Linked DNA regions of Mus musculus: region 1 is linked to region 2. The links are chromatin contacts, called in public HiChIP or PLAC-seq maps. All regions are on one chromosome and are shown on one strand. Each heading gives the region's core, a stretch centred on a gene start, on an enhancer-like site or on the middle of the called end of the contact. The rest is flanking DNA. Distances are from core to core; before and after follow the strand shown. Region 1 holds the start of Cmklr1 (chemokine-like receptor 1). Region 2 overlaps Wscd2 (WSC domain containing 2).

Region 1 (6,861 bases), core at 3,361-5,860, 100 kb after region 2:
ACTGGAACGTATGCACACACATCTGTGAGTGCTCCCACATGCAATGGGACCACTGGACACGAATAAGGTTCGTGAGTTCCAGTTTTTGTGAACTGTGTGACCTTGCACAAGAAAGACACCTTGTGCCTCCCTCTCTGAACTCCATCTTCCCCCACTACAAGGCGGTTGTCCTAACCTGGGGCTTTTTAACACAGGGTGTGGGAGGGGAGTGTGGATGTGAAATGGGTCCACTCTTACATAGTGCAGAGTGACATGGTTAACCCTGTCTCTTTTTTTCTGGAAGGGAACAAGAACAGCTACTGCCTGCATCCCAGAAGGATCTGCATTTAGAAGTTGAGAACCTGGGAGTCGCAGTGAGCATAGTGGTCAGTCAGTCATCACTGTGAGAATGACTAAAGACAAGAAGAGGGCCAAGGGGCTGCCATATTTGTGACAGGGACACTTAGCTATCCGTAAAGGTCCCGTCTTCTGACCCAGACACAGCTGTGGCTGGGCAAGAGCTGCCCATGCCAAAATGCCAAATTCCCGAATCCTTTGCAACACATCACACTACAAAGCCCAGAATTCTTTGGCCCACCGAGCTGTATCTCACACGCCAGATGTACAGGGCTTCCCCACCAAGGCCCTTCCCACTTTCCTATCTACCTCTGAGCCCAGGGGTACTCCACCAGAAGGGAGAATAAGACTTCAAGCTGGGTCGCTGGGTCACTGAGTCACTAAGGCATAAGGGACTGGCCACTTAGAAATACCTTCTGTAAGCCAGGAACAGTGCTGGGCACCCGCAACCCCAGGCACATGGGTAGCTGAGGCAGGAGAATTGCTTGAGCCCAGAAGCTTAGAGACAGCTGGGAAATATGGTATAAGACTCACGAAAAAAAAATAAAATAAAATAAAATAAAATAAAATAAAATAAAATAAAAGGCCTCCCTTTTTCATGTTTGGGAAAGTAAGTTCTCTCGGGCCTATTTGTTCCTGAAGCTCACACAGTCTTCAGCAGCTTATACCTCCTACTGCAGGGAACAGCAGGAGAATCAGAATGCCTCTCCTTTGATGGCTCAAGTCCAACAAACACCTTGAACATTCATCTCTTGAGACCTTGGAGTAGGTCTGCAGTTTGCAGCCCACTGTAAAGCTATGGGGACTCTTTGAAGGGAGTCTGGTAAACTGCCCTGCTGTTTCCCGGAGGAGCAGGGGTTTTTTGTTTTTTTGGTTTTAGGTTGCATCTTTCTGTCTGTTTTTTTTTGTTATTGTTTTGTTTTGTTTTTCGTTTTTGTTTTGTTTTGCTTTTTTGGTTTTTTGAGACAGTGTTTTTTTCTGTGTAGCCCTGGCTGTCCTGGAACTCACTCTGTAGACCAGGCTGGCCTCAAACTCAGAAATACGCCTGCCTCTGCCTCCCAAGTGCTAGGATTAAAGGCGTGAACCACCAGGGCCATTTTGTTTTTTTGACAAACAGACTCTGTAGCTTCAAGGAGCTGCAAAGCCCCCACCCAGGGGTAACCTGGTGAGATGGAACATGCTGTGTCCCATAAGGCAGAGTTTCACTTCTCCACGCAGCCTTCTGGCCTCAACTGCTGACACAGGGCATGTGGCTTCACAGAGATCCACCAATACTTGCTTAGGAAGGAAAAAGAAACTCAAGTGTACAGCAAAGCATCAGGAGCCTAGGCAGAGGAAAACAGGAAAACACTTGTGGGCCGTCAGCCGCTCTCGGGTAGGAAGGGCATCGAACCTTCTGAAGAGCCCGTTGGCACAGAGATGGCCTCGGCTCACCTTTTAGACAGCATGATTCATAAACACTGGAACTCTAAGAAATGCTCACGAGGGCTGGGGAGGGGGCTGGGGGTGAGAGAGCTTGCCCATTAAAGGCCGGGGATGAGTGTGTGTGTGCCTGTAACTCCAACATTGAGGGGAGAAGACTTGTATATTTGGGGAGCTTGATGGTCAGACTATGGCAGAAACAGTGAGCTGTTAATTCGGCAAGAGGCCTGGTGTCACAGCAGTGAGGTAGACAGTGACAGAGGAAGATATCCAGGACCCTGCTTCTCTCTGTCTCTCGAGATGGAGAGACAGAGACAGAGATCCCAGCTCAGAGCCTCCCCTGGAATTCTGTCGATGACAGTCACAATGTCACAGGTGTCTGTGGTTCAGGGAAGAAGTCACATTAATAATCTGAAAACCCCATGATAAGGTCTGGGAAGATGGCTCAGTGGGTGAAGCGTTTGCCAAGCCAGCACAAGGACTGGAGTCTGAGCCTCAGCAACCATGTAAAAGCCGGATGTGGCAGTGAACACTTGACCCCAGTGCTGGGGAGGCAGAGGTCTGTTCTCCTATGAACATGCATGCACACACACATACACCTGCACATACATATACTGCACATACACACACTGGACCACTGTCTGCCAAGCATTATTGCCAGGGAGATCCTATCTCACTTCTCCTTTGTAAAAATTCTACTGGGTAGCTCCTGTTCAGAACCCCGTCTCACAGATGTGGAAACTGAGGCACAAACCCAGATCTAGAGCTGCGGGGCCCTATAGAGTCTGTGGTGGTCTGTCTCTAGAACCCTAAAAGGCCTCGGGTTTCTAATCTGCAAACTGGGGGTGTTACTAGAACCCTCATCGTGAGGCATGGTCGAGTCCAGAAAACCACCTCAAGATGTCATTCGTAATCAGGCATCTAAGAGGCAGGACTATAGTCCAGTCTCCCAGCCCATTCTGCAGATGCTAAAACTGGGGCCCAGCTTCTCCATGGACAGCTCTTAGGGAGGGGATGGAGGTCCCCAGGGACATAACACTGAGCTGTGCCTCAGTGAGCCCCAGGTTGCTAGGAGACAGACTAGATGAGTGACAGATTATAAGACCATGTGGAAGCAGCTATATGGGGGTGCGGAGACCTCTCTACTGGGTTGAGGTAGATAGAAGCCTGTATGGGGTTCATCTACTCCTCAAAGAGTTGGGCGAGTCCAGAGCCACTTGTCCTTGGCTCTCAGATGATATCTCGCACATGCCAGACACCCCACAAGTTTAAGCTAAGCCTTTCAGAAGAGAGTCCCGAGCCAGCCCCTTCTGCAGCTTGAGTGAACTGTGAACAGGCACACACACTGGCAGCAGCAAGGTCCTGAGACAAGCCAGCCTTGCCCTTGACAGAAGCCAGAACCACAGATCCCCTTGGAAAGGGGAAGGAGAGAGAGTTAAAGGGAAATCAAGGCTTTCTTAAGACACAGCAAACACAAGACCTCCTCCTCCTCCACTTCCTCACTGTGTGACCTCAGACCTGTGGCCTGTCCTCTCTGAGCCACATCACATAAAGAGTTGCAAGCAGAAGTCAGGAAGATCCATAGGGCTCACTGCCCAGCCAGCTAAGCCTAGTCAGTGAGCTCAGGGTCCCAGCGAGAGACCCTGCCCCATCACATAAAGAGTTGCAAGCAGAAGCATCTCAAGCAGAGGCAGGCAGCCCTAGTGTTAAGAAGGCTTCAAGGCTATTGCACCCCTATGCCATGCCATGTACAGCGTCAGCAGGAAGAAATTGCCATGACCAGACAGCTCACATATCTTTAAAAAAGGGTAGTGAAGAACTGGAGCGATGGCTCGGTGGTTAAGAGTACCAGCTGTTCTTCCAGAAGACCCAGGTTCAATTCCCAGCATTGACATGGTTTCATCAGCATCTGTATGTAACACCAGCTGTAGGGGAAGTTGATCCTCTTTTGTCCGGGACTCACGTGCACTCACATGCACAGACCCACATAGATATTGGCATGCATATATATAATTAAAAATAAAATAATTTTAAAACATGGTTTCTCCATGTAGCCCTGGCTGTCCTGGAACTCACTCTGTAGACCAGGCTGGCCTTGAACTCACAGAGATCCTCCTGCCTCTGCCTCTCTCTGGGTCTATGAGAGACCTTGACAAGGCTTATGATAATCAGAGAGTGACAGAAGAAGACACCCCACGTTCTCCCTCTGCCTGCACATCTGGACATCACACAGAGCATCACACACACACAGTGATATGGGGTCACCTATGGGAATATATCCACGGGACTAATACACAAAGCAAAACTATCCCACAAAGTGTTCATGGCAGCGCTGGTCACTCAGAATACTAAAAAACAAAAAGAGAAGTGGACCTCACAGTAGTTACATGCCCCCAAGGCCAGCCTTTGTCAGCAGCCACTGAACTGTCCTCTCGGGAGCCGGAGAGCCTGACGGGGGTGGTCTGTGGCACGGCACAAGTGGGCTTTGCTCTGAGTCGAGGAAGGATTCATCCTCACGGATGGCCTGCGGTGGCCACGCTGGTTTTCACAAACACCAGCGTCGCTCTTCAGCTCTGATTCTATGCTAGAAACTTTTCCTTTGACACACACCCAAAGAGGAGCTCCAGTCCCTGCCTGCGCGTCCCTTCCCGCCCTCTGCAGGACTCAGAACCAAGTGCTGTACCTTCTCTCCAATATCCCCCTCCGGCTCCTGCGACTTCAGGGTTTGAGAACTCGCGCTCTGGCCTCTTTCTCAGTTGTTCTGGTAGTGGCTGTTTGCTTGGAAGCATTTCTTCCATTCACAGAAGATTTCGTCTGAGCCCCGCGGAGCACAACATCCTAAGAGCCTCCCTCTGTCCTGTGTTCTGTGTGGGGACAGGGACAGAACTCAGCCTGAGAAACAGCTGGAGCGGGGAGGGGCGGGAGGAGCAGGAAACAGCCTGGGGAGGGCGGGGGCGCCAGCTGTGTGGAGTGGGCCCCCCGCCACTCCCCCAGAGGAGGCTTCGCCTGCCAGCCAGGCTGGGCTCCTGGGTGGTAACGGCCCACTAGGAATGACCCGCCCCTTGTCTGGGCGCACAACTGGAGCCGCAAATGGAGCCTTGAAACCAGGCTGCTGGGGAAGTTACTCCTGACCGACCTGAAGACCCACCCGCAGCTGGTTATCTTTGCCCGCAGTAGGGACGGTAGCAAGCCCTATGGCCTCTTGCCTGCTGTTCCCTACTTCTGAGTGCTATTCTTGCCCCTAGTGTGGCCAGATGGCTTCCAGCTCCTTCTCCGTGATGAAGAAACCTCCCCTGACAGACTACTCTGGGTTTCCACATCACAGCAAGCACTGACAGAGGTATCACGCTGTCCTGCCTGCTGCCTGTCTTCCCCAGTCTGTCCCCACCACCTGATATAGTGCCTAGTTTATTGGCACCGACAGCAACAGAATTGTTGAAGTAGCCAAGAACAAGGCAGGGTACTGGGCACTCAGTACACAACCTTCACAGTGCTAGGAACTTGATACTACATCCTCCCTACGGCAGTGGTGGTTGTGGACAGGTATTTTTATTACCCTTGTTTATTGGTAAGGAAATTGGGGCACAGAAAGGTTAAGTTTCTTACCCTATGCTACCCAGCTAGGAGATGGCAGAGCTGGAGCCCAACCAGGCTAGATCCCAGTCCTCAACCTCCAGAAGGAAGACATAACAGTCCTTGGCCTGTGTGATCCATAGCAAGTGCTTTGGTTGAGAGTGTCATGCATCACCATGCCTGCTGCAACGGGGCTGGAAGAGTAGATCACGCATGGCGGATGGAGATGCTGAGGCCGTGGACCAGAATCTGTGCCCAGGCAGCCGGCTCGGGCTCACAGCTAAGACCAAGCTGAGGTCTGTCATGGTTGGAAGCCCTGCTGCCTAAAGCTACTTACAGGTGAGGAGAGGGGAGAGAAAGAAGAAGGAAAGGAAGCAGGGGAAAGGTAATGGAGAAGGGTGAGGAGAGAGAAGAAGGGGGGAAGTAAGGGGGAGGAGAGAGAAGAGGGAGAGGAGGGGAAGGAAAAGGAGGAGAGAGAAGAGGAGGGAGGGGAGGGGAAGAAAGGGGGAGAAGGAGAGGAGAGGAGAGGAGAGGAGAGGAGAGGAGAGGAGAGGAGAGGAGAGGAGAGGAGAGGAGAGGAGAGGAGAGGAGAGGAGAGGAGAGGAGGGGAGAGGAGAGGAGGGAATACAGAGGAGGAGGAGAGAAGAGGGAGGGGAACAAAGGGAGGGGAGGAGAAGAGGGAGGGGAAGAAAGGGGGAGGAGAGAAGAATGGAGGGAGGGGAAGGAAGAGGAGGAGAGAGAAGAGGAGGGAGGGGAGGGGGAGAAGAAAGGAGAGAGAAGAGGGAGGGGAGGGGAAGAAAGGGGGAGGAGAGAGAAGAGGGAAGGGGAGGGGAAGAAAGAGGGAGGAGAGAGAAGAAGAGGGAGGGGAGGAGAAATAAGAGTGAGGGGAGGGAGGGGAAGAAAGATAGAGAGATGAGGATAAAGACAAGAGAAGAATGGAGAAAGGATAAAGAGGAGGAGGAGCGGGGGGAAGGGGAGGTCAAAGACAAAGGCAGGGAGGGGGTACCTTCTCAGCTCAGCCTCAAAGTCCTAGACAATTGGGTTGTATCTGTCACCACCTGTCTTTGTCTTTGCAGCTATAGCGGGACACCCAAGACTACATTAGTTCACAAGCGGGAGTTTCTGTAGATCTGGGTTCTGGAGGTGGGAAGCCGCCCGGAAGCTGGTGTCTAGTGGGCTTCCTGCTGCCTGTGGTGGGAAACAGGAGGTGAAGCCACACAGGAGCAGGGAGGAGAGGGCTGAGCTCTGCCTGTCAGCCTGTCAGCAGCAATGGCCTTAGTCTGCCAGAACACTTAAAACAGATTCATCCCTTAAAGGCCCCACCTCTCCTTGGGGGGGGGGGGGATAAAGTTCCCAGCAGCTACACAATGGGGACAGGTTCAAAGCACCACAATGCCTGACCCCTCAGAGTGCTACGTGCCATTCCCAATTGGCCAGTCAGTGACATTAGCACACAGAAGGCAGAACTACCCTGACCTTTCCGTTCCCCAGATAACTGCTTGAACCAGAGCCATTAAGTCAGTTCCCCAG
Region 2 (7,073 bases), core at 2,216-4,715:
GCATATTGTGAGTATGTGAGTGTACCTGTGTCTATAAATGTGCATGTGAGTGTGAGCATGCATGTGTATGGGTGTGCATGTGTGGGAATGTGTGCATGTGTGAGTATGTACATGTGTATATATGAATGTGCATGTAAGTATGAACATGAGTGTGCAAGTGTGAATGTGCATGAGTATATATGTAAGTTTATGAATGCACATGAGTTTGAACATGCATGGTATGAGTGTGAGTGTGCATATGTGAGCATGTATTGCATATATATAAGTGTACATGTAATGTGAATGTCCATGTGTATAAGTGTGCACATGTGTGAATGTGCATGTGAGTATGTGTGCATACTTACATACTTACACATGGAGTGATGTGTGTAAGTGCTTATTAAACATTATTAATGTGAATTGCTGTTCTGTATCATGAGATACATACTCCCACCCTGGGCTTTGTCATTGTGTAGCCGATACAGCAGCTATGTATGTTTTCCTCCTTGGTTCCCTAAAGGCAGACCATAGATTACATAGTCTTGTGTCCCTCTAAGTTAAATTTATTATCTATCTATTTGTGTGTGTGCACGCATGTGTGTGCACACGCGCACACGGGGACATCCATAGGATTATGCCGCAGCAGGCACATGGAGATCAATGGACAACTTTCAGGAAGGCCAGATGGACAGATGGTCTGTCACAGTTTGGATAGAAGGATGGATGAGTGGGTAGGTGTCCTGAAGGAAGATGACAGACTGGCAGATGGATAAAAGGGTGGATGGTTGGGTGGACAAACTAATGGGTGTGTAGAGGGTGAAGGTGTCAGATAGACAGACAGATGGATGCTTGGTGGCAGATATGCGTGGATTTTTGTGCCGTGCTCAAGTATCAATTCCACATGCCTAGGAGGTGGTTGGTGTAGTAAGTGCTGAGTCCCAAGGAGTGTGGTGGCAGACACCACCCAGAACCTCAGTGAAACTCCCGAGCTGCTATGTGGCTTGAAAGGCCGTCCCAGAGCCCCCACTTCCACTGGTAATGGACAACTGGGTCTCCCGTGATTGGCTGAGAGCATCCTGTCGCCCCCTGCTGGTGGCTATATGAAACAGCATTACCCAATAGTCAACCCACATCCAGGCCTCCCTTCTGGCAGATGGCCCAGAGTGGGGTAATCGACTTTTCTTACTCATGAGCCCTCTCCAAGGCCACCGTGTGACAGCAGAGATGTAGCTGTGGAAAATCAAAACGTTTCAACACCTCCCAGGAAAATCTGAGTTCCTAACCATCAGGCCCTCTCAGAAAGCCCTGACCAGGGGAAGTGGCAGCAGTCGATAGAAAGATACGGGCTCTTGCTTTGAGGCTATCTCTGAATTGTCAAAGCAGTGTCCAGAGTGTTTGTGGAGAGACGGGGTCAAAAAAGGTAAAGAGCTGTGGTTTGGCCAAGCAAGATGTCACTTACCTGTAATCCCAGCATTTGGGAGGTAAAAGCAGGAAGAACGAGAGTACAGGGATAGCCTCAGCTAGAGAGCAAGTTTGAATCTAGCCTGGGCTACATGGAACCCTCTCTAAAAACAAACAAACAAACAAACAAACACCCTGTGGTTTTAAATTGCAGTGCTACCCCACTCATCCTGGAAGCCCTCCCTTCCCTCACCTGTAAGATACTAGAGAATAAATGAGATTATATTCTATAGAGGACGCTCAGCCCAGAGCTGGCCACCTGCAAGCCCACAGCCAATGCTGGTCACACGGATGTATTGTTTACTAAGCCTGCTTCTCTCCCTTCCCATCTCCCACTCAGGCAGAGATGATGGCCCGTAGATTTGATTTCTGCCTTAGAACACAAGCCCCGGGGAGGTATGTCTTATCTCAGCATCTCAGCTATAGCTGGAACACAGCTGGTCTCCTTAGGGGAGTCATAGGAATGAATTTGGGCTCAGTGAAGTCTCAAGGTTTTCTTTGGCCTTAGGGGAACCCACGTATCTATGCATGTTTGATAAAAGTTTGTATACAAGGGAGGGGCAAGCAGCTGGGGCTTCTGCCCTGCTGGTGGCTTCTACATACAGATTCAATCAACCATGAGGGGGAAAGCATGGGGCTGGGGACATGGCTCAGTTGGGTGAAGAATTGACCATGCAAACATGGGGACTTGAACTCAGCAGTGGAAGGGCAGAGGCAGGAGGATGCACGGAGCTCACTGGTCAGCCAGTGTTGCCAAACTAGCTTCCAGTCTTATTGAAAAGACCCTGTCTCAAAACACAACGGGAGTAACTGACAAAGTTACTCAACATTGAACTCTGGCTATAACACACACATGCACACACACACACACACACACAGAGACACACACATACATACATACATACATACACACACACATACATACCAGAGACACACACAGATACATACTCATAACACACACAGACAGACAGACACAGAAAGAGACATACATACATATATACATACATGAACACAAACTCATACATACAAACATCCATACACATAAACACATACATACATACCAACTCATACATACATATACACACATACATGCTAGAGAAACACAAATACATAAACAGACACATACAGGCACACACATACATACCAGACACTAATACATACACACGGACACATACAAACACATACATACCAGACACACACACACACACACAAGCACCCACTGGGTCCATACTGAATGCACATTAAAGTTCTTTTTTGCTATTACTTTTTAAGTACTCCTGAGCACTGAGATTGTATTAGGTGTTCTAGGCCATGTGAGATATGTGGAGACCCATGGGAGGATGTGTGCCCATTCTATACAAACCCCAGACTCCAGCACAGTGATTGAAGCGCCCCAGTTCCAGTGAGGCAGAGAGTGGAGGCGGGGTTATGCACTCCTGGAGGCCACACAGCCCAGCTCTCCAAGAGCTTCCAGCCCTCTCGGGGCCTCCGCACACCCCCTTGAGGTTGCACAGGACCTCTTTCCATTCCGGGCTTGGGGGCGGGGGGAGGGGGGCTCATGCCTGTTTCCACTGTTTTACAGGTGGTAGCCCGGTGGCCTGAAGCTTGACCAGATGGAGTCCTTTCAGCACATGTCCACAGAAGGTGGCATACAGCTTGGCCACCTGTTAGAGATAGAGAAGAGGCCAGCATCAGAGCTCTCTCCGTGAGCTAATCAGACTCAACAGCCCAAGGGGCTAAGAAGGGGTCAGAGTGACTTTGCAGCCGCCAGTCCTTGTCACTAGAGTTCTTTAGCCACACTCTGGGTGAGGAACAAAATGTGAGGAATGGAGACTGCGTCCTGTAAGTCCCCTTTCTTGACCCCAAGCAGCTCACCTTGACCTTGGGATTCCAGCAACCTTTGTCCTTGTCACCTCTGGACTCAGCTAGGTGCCTGGCTTGATTTCCTGCTACAGTGTCTCTGTGGAGGGATCAGAGAGCGTCAAGCCCTTGCGGTTTCATTCTTGAGAAGTCCCAAGAAGCCACGCCCTCCACGCCCCTTCCCAGCCATCCACCCAGCCAGCCCCAAGTGAGCAAGTCCGGAATGATCCTGCTATGGCCAAGCTCTGGTTCAAGTTCCAGCGGTGTTTCCGGTATTTCCGCAGGAAGCCGGTGCGCTTCTTTACCCTGCTGGCAATCTACCTGACCGCTGGGAGCCTCGTCTTCCTGCACTCGGGCTTCGTGGGCCAGCCTGCGGTGCCCCAGAGCCAGGCCAGCCCCGCAGCGGGGAGCCCGGTAGAAGGAGCGGAGCTGCCTTTCCTGGGTGATTTGCACCTGGGCAGAGGTTTCCGGGACACGGTGGAGGCCTCCAGTATTGCACGCAGGTACGGACCCACATTCAAGGGCAAGGACACCAGCGAGAGAGCCAAGCTAGGCGACTACGGAGGAGCCTGGAGCCGAGCCCTCAAGGGAAGGGTTGTCCGGGAGAAAGAGAAGGAAAAGGAGGAGGAGAAAGGTAAGGTCCTGGAGGGATTGAGGGAAAATACAGGCACCAATGTAGAAATAACAGCCACAAAACTGGTCTCGTTGCTCCAGACACACGTGAATGTAGGGACATTGGACTTGTCATCCATAATCAGTGAGTCACACAGCTACTCCTTAATTGGCAAGTTCCATTTGAACCCCACACTTGCCTTGGTTTAGAATCCCACTGCTTGTTAAACACACAGCAACTCCAGAATCAGGGTTCCAGGGCACCGACCGATCGTCCTAGCATCCGTGGTGAGCACTTGACATGTGCAGAATCAGCGCCCCCCACAGTGCTGAACAGAGCCTGCTACCCTTCCTGGTGTAAAGACAGGGAGGCAGCTGGGCAGGCAGTGAATACCGACATCCCTGCCCTGGGGAGGCTGAGCTGGGAGGCGTCGAAGGCTAGCCTGGGCGTTCTTTGAAACTGTTTCAAAGAGAGAAAGAGAAAAAGACACTGGGAGCCTAGGATTAATGGCAGCTACTTAGCAAAGTGAAGCTAAGGCCATGCTAAAGAATTCTTGTCCTGGCGGTGATACTCCAGGCACTAACACTGCCCTGGTGAGGGGAGGAGTCAGAGGCTAGCCTGGGCTAAATAAGGAGACAATATTCCAGGCACTAACACTGCTTTGGGTAAATTTCCATTGCCTTGCATTTTCTCAGTCTTTTATACCCAAAAAGATTCTGATTTCTGGTACATACCACAGGCTAGAACGGGATACAGATGAGCCCATGCCTGTTTAACAGATGTGGATGGCTGGGGTGGGGGGAGGAGTATGTGTGAGTAGCTCAATTAATAGAGCATTTCCCCACCATGCAGGATCCCCAGGGGCTCAGCCCCCAGGCAGGGTAGTGCACACCTGTAACCCTAGCACTACAGAGGTAGAAACAAGTCTCAGAAGTTCAAGGCCATTCTTAGCTACATAGAAAATTGGAGGTCAGACTAGGCTAGGAGACCCCGTCTCACAAACGAGCAAATGGGACTGGACAGATGGTCCAGCAGGTCAGAGATCAGATGCATACTGTTCTTGTAGAGGACTCAGTTCCACTCCCAGCATCCATGTCAGGTGGTATGTACCTACCTGTAACCCCAGCTCCAGGGGGGATCTTATGCCTCTGGCACATAGCCACCAACACACGTACAAATAATTTAAAATCAAGAACCAGATGTGGAAGTGGGGGCTTGAGAGGGAAAGATGCCAGTTCAGGGTTTCACAGCTGTTGTCGATATAACCTGGGGTTTAAGTACCGTCTATCCAGATGCCTGGCTTTCTCTGAAGGTATCCCCTCTCCACTGGCAGCTACCATGTGACCAACAGGCTGGGGAAACCTGCCATAGCCATGGCTCAGGAGATTACAATGAGAGGGTGTGCGGGGAACCTGATGAGGATGGGGGGGGTGAGAGGATTGGTCCCCCAAGCCTTTGTGTGCTCTTCTTCACCCCTGGAAGGCACGGGATTTACAGAAGGACTCATCCTAGAGACAGGGACAAGGGCTCTCGCCCCAGTCGCAGCCTGAACCTGGCACAGAAGCTATCTAGAAGACTCTTACCATCTTCTCCTGTGAGAGAGCCCAGAGCTCACAGAGACAAGAAGACAAAACAGGCTGGGGACTCAGGCCTAGGATTCCAGCCCACCTTAGCCATCTGTGTGACTCGGACAATGGCTTGACCTTCTATACCTCAATTTCCACACCTATCTCACAGTGGCTCCTTTCCACACAGACCTGAGAGCCCGGTGAGGTGTGGATCCGGCAAGGACTTAGCAATGCATCTGAGACAGAACTGGCAGTTAGCAATGCTTGGAAGTACCCCCGGGGTTTTCTCAGGAGGGCAGCCATCTCATAAATGAGAGGCTGGTCTGTTAGAGAAATCACTGCTCTTTCCACCTTAGCCCCTCAGATTCCACCTCTGGCCACTCCAAACAACACCCTGTCCTTTAAAGTCCCCAAAGTCCCTGCTAGCTTGATCCTTAAGTTCTCAGATTCCCTCTTGCACTGCAGCGTCTGTCCCTGCTGTGCACAGAGCGAGTTCCTGCTCTCTTTGCCTCAGGAGCTTAGTCCTTCAGCCTATTGACTCTTCCCCCACATACATCTCTGCACAGCTCCTTTTTTGGAGCCTCTGCCTCCCATAGCCACTTTCCAGAGTGACCTAACCAGTTCCATCTGGTGCATGGGTCACAGCCACACTCCCTGAAGCCATGCACATCACATTCAAAGGCATTTTGCTCGAACAGCTGGGTCTCTGCATGCTGTGCTCCAGCGGGTAGGGGTATTCCAGTCTTTGCCAACTCAACCCGTCAGCACCTGGGACAGCGCCAGGTGCTCGCTCTGGCTGCACCCAACGGATGCCTGAGTGGCAGAGTGGGTAAATGAATGTGTGACTCTCCCTCTGTCAGGGGACCTCCCGATTTCTGCTTTGTCCAGCTCCAGTACTCTGATGCTTCCAAGTCTGATCAGATGCATGTCACAGGTCACACAGTGGATCGTGTGACTGTGTATCTGTATGTTGACGTGCCTGTGAGATATGAGAACCAAATGCAGTCAGCTCTCCATAGCTGAGGGCTTATACCCAGGGATTCAGCCCACCACAGATTAAAAAACAACAACTACTACTAAGAAAAATGCATTTGTAAGGAACACACACTGGCTTTTCCCTTGTATTTCCAGAGTTCACACTGTGTTAGGGGCTAAAGTCATTTAGAGAGAACTGCTAAACACGAGAGGGAGGTGAGGCCTGAGTTCTGTGCAAATGCTGCACTTTGTTAACATGTTGGGGATGCTGGACACCACATGTTGGGGGGATGCTGAACCCCACCCCTGTGGGATACTGAGAGACCGTCACATGGCCACTACGGCTGTCAGCAGTAACAATGCCGTTTATTGAATGCCTGCTTCATGCTCGCTGCAGTTCATTTCCTGTTCGTGGCTTAGAGCGCGCTGCGCACGTGCCTGGCTCACTCTCTGGGTCCAGATGTTAATACCGGTGCTAACCATTGAGCGGCTGCTGTGGGCTGGACCGTGTAGGGTTGATTCATTGCTTTATTTAACTAGCACTGTTCCATGAATCGGAGGCTGTTTTGGTCCATGTTTTACACGGTAAGACAGAATTCAGAGAGCAGTGGCTTGCC

Evidence for each region. HiChIP or PLAC-seq counts read pairs in DNA pulled down with a chosen protein or histone mark.
Region 1: an Esrrb HiChIP or PLAC-seq map of embryonic stem cells shows a contact between it and region 2, with 5 times the contacts expected there. The contact joins the promoter of Cmklr1 here to the enhancer-like site in region 2. A contact is called at or near these places in 7 of 39 promoter capture datasets (cranial neural crest, embryonic stem cells, frontonasal cranial neural crest and 2 more), 1 of 15 datasets of contacts at CTCF or cohesin (CD8 T cells), 1 of 484 Hi-C or Micro-C datasets (brown adipocytes), 4 of 115 datasets of contacts at active chromatin or transcription factors (CD8 T cells, bone marrow-derived macrophages, embryonic stem cells and 1 more) and 3 of 9 other capture datasets (adipose tissue, liver and pancreatic islet).

The regions. Positions count from the first base shown.
Region 1 is chr5:113,645,780-113,652,640 of GRCm38.p6, forward strand. It overlaps Cmklr1 (chemokine-like receptor 1), which reads right to left and starts at 4,611. Exons shown (of 3, transcript NM_008153.3): 1 at 4,442-4,611. It overlaps Gm52823 (a long non-coding RNA gene), which reads left to right and starts at 4,965. Exons shown (of 3, transcript XR_003955975.1): 1 at 4,965-5,098; 2 at 5,379-5,670; 3 at 6,408-6,861. It overlaps Gm15736 (a long non-coding RNA gene), which reads left to right. Exons shown (of 3, transcript XR_387582.4): 3 at 284-835.
Region 2 is chr5:113,547,401-113,554,473 of GRCm38.p6, forward strand. Wscd2 (WSC domain containing 2) reads left to right here. Exons shown (of 9, transcript NM_177292.3): 2 at 3,023-3,934. The coding sequence starts at 3,535. Among named protein-coding and RNA genes, the nearest start is that of Gm52822, 6.8 kb to the left of the region's middle. Within about 2 kb of position 3,466, at least 10 of the 459 cell types and tissues checked have an H3K27ac peak or open chromatin away from gene starts, as enhancers often do. A contact at or near this core is called in embryonic stem cells, where this site is marked.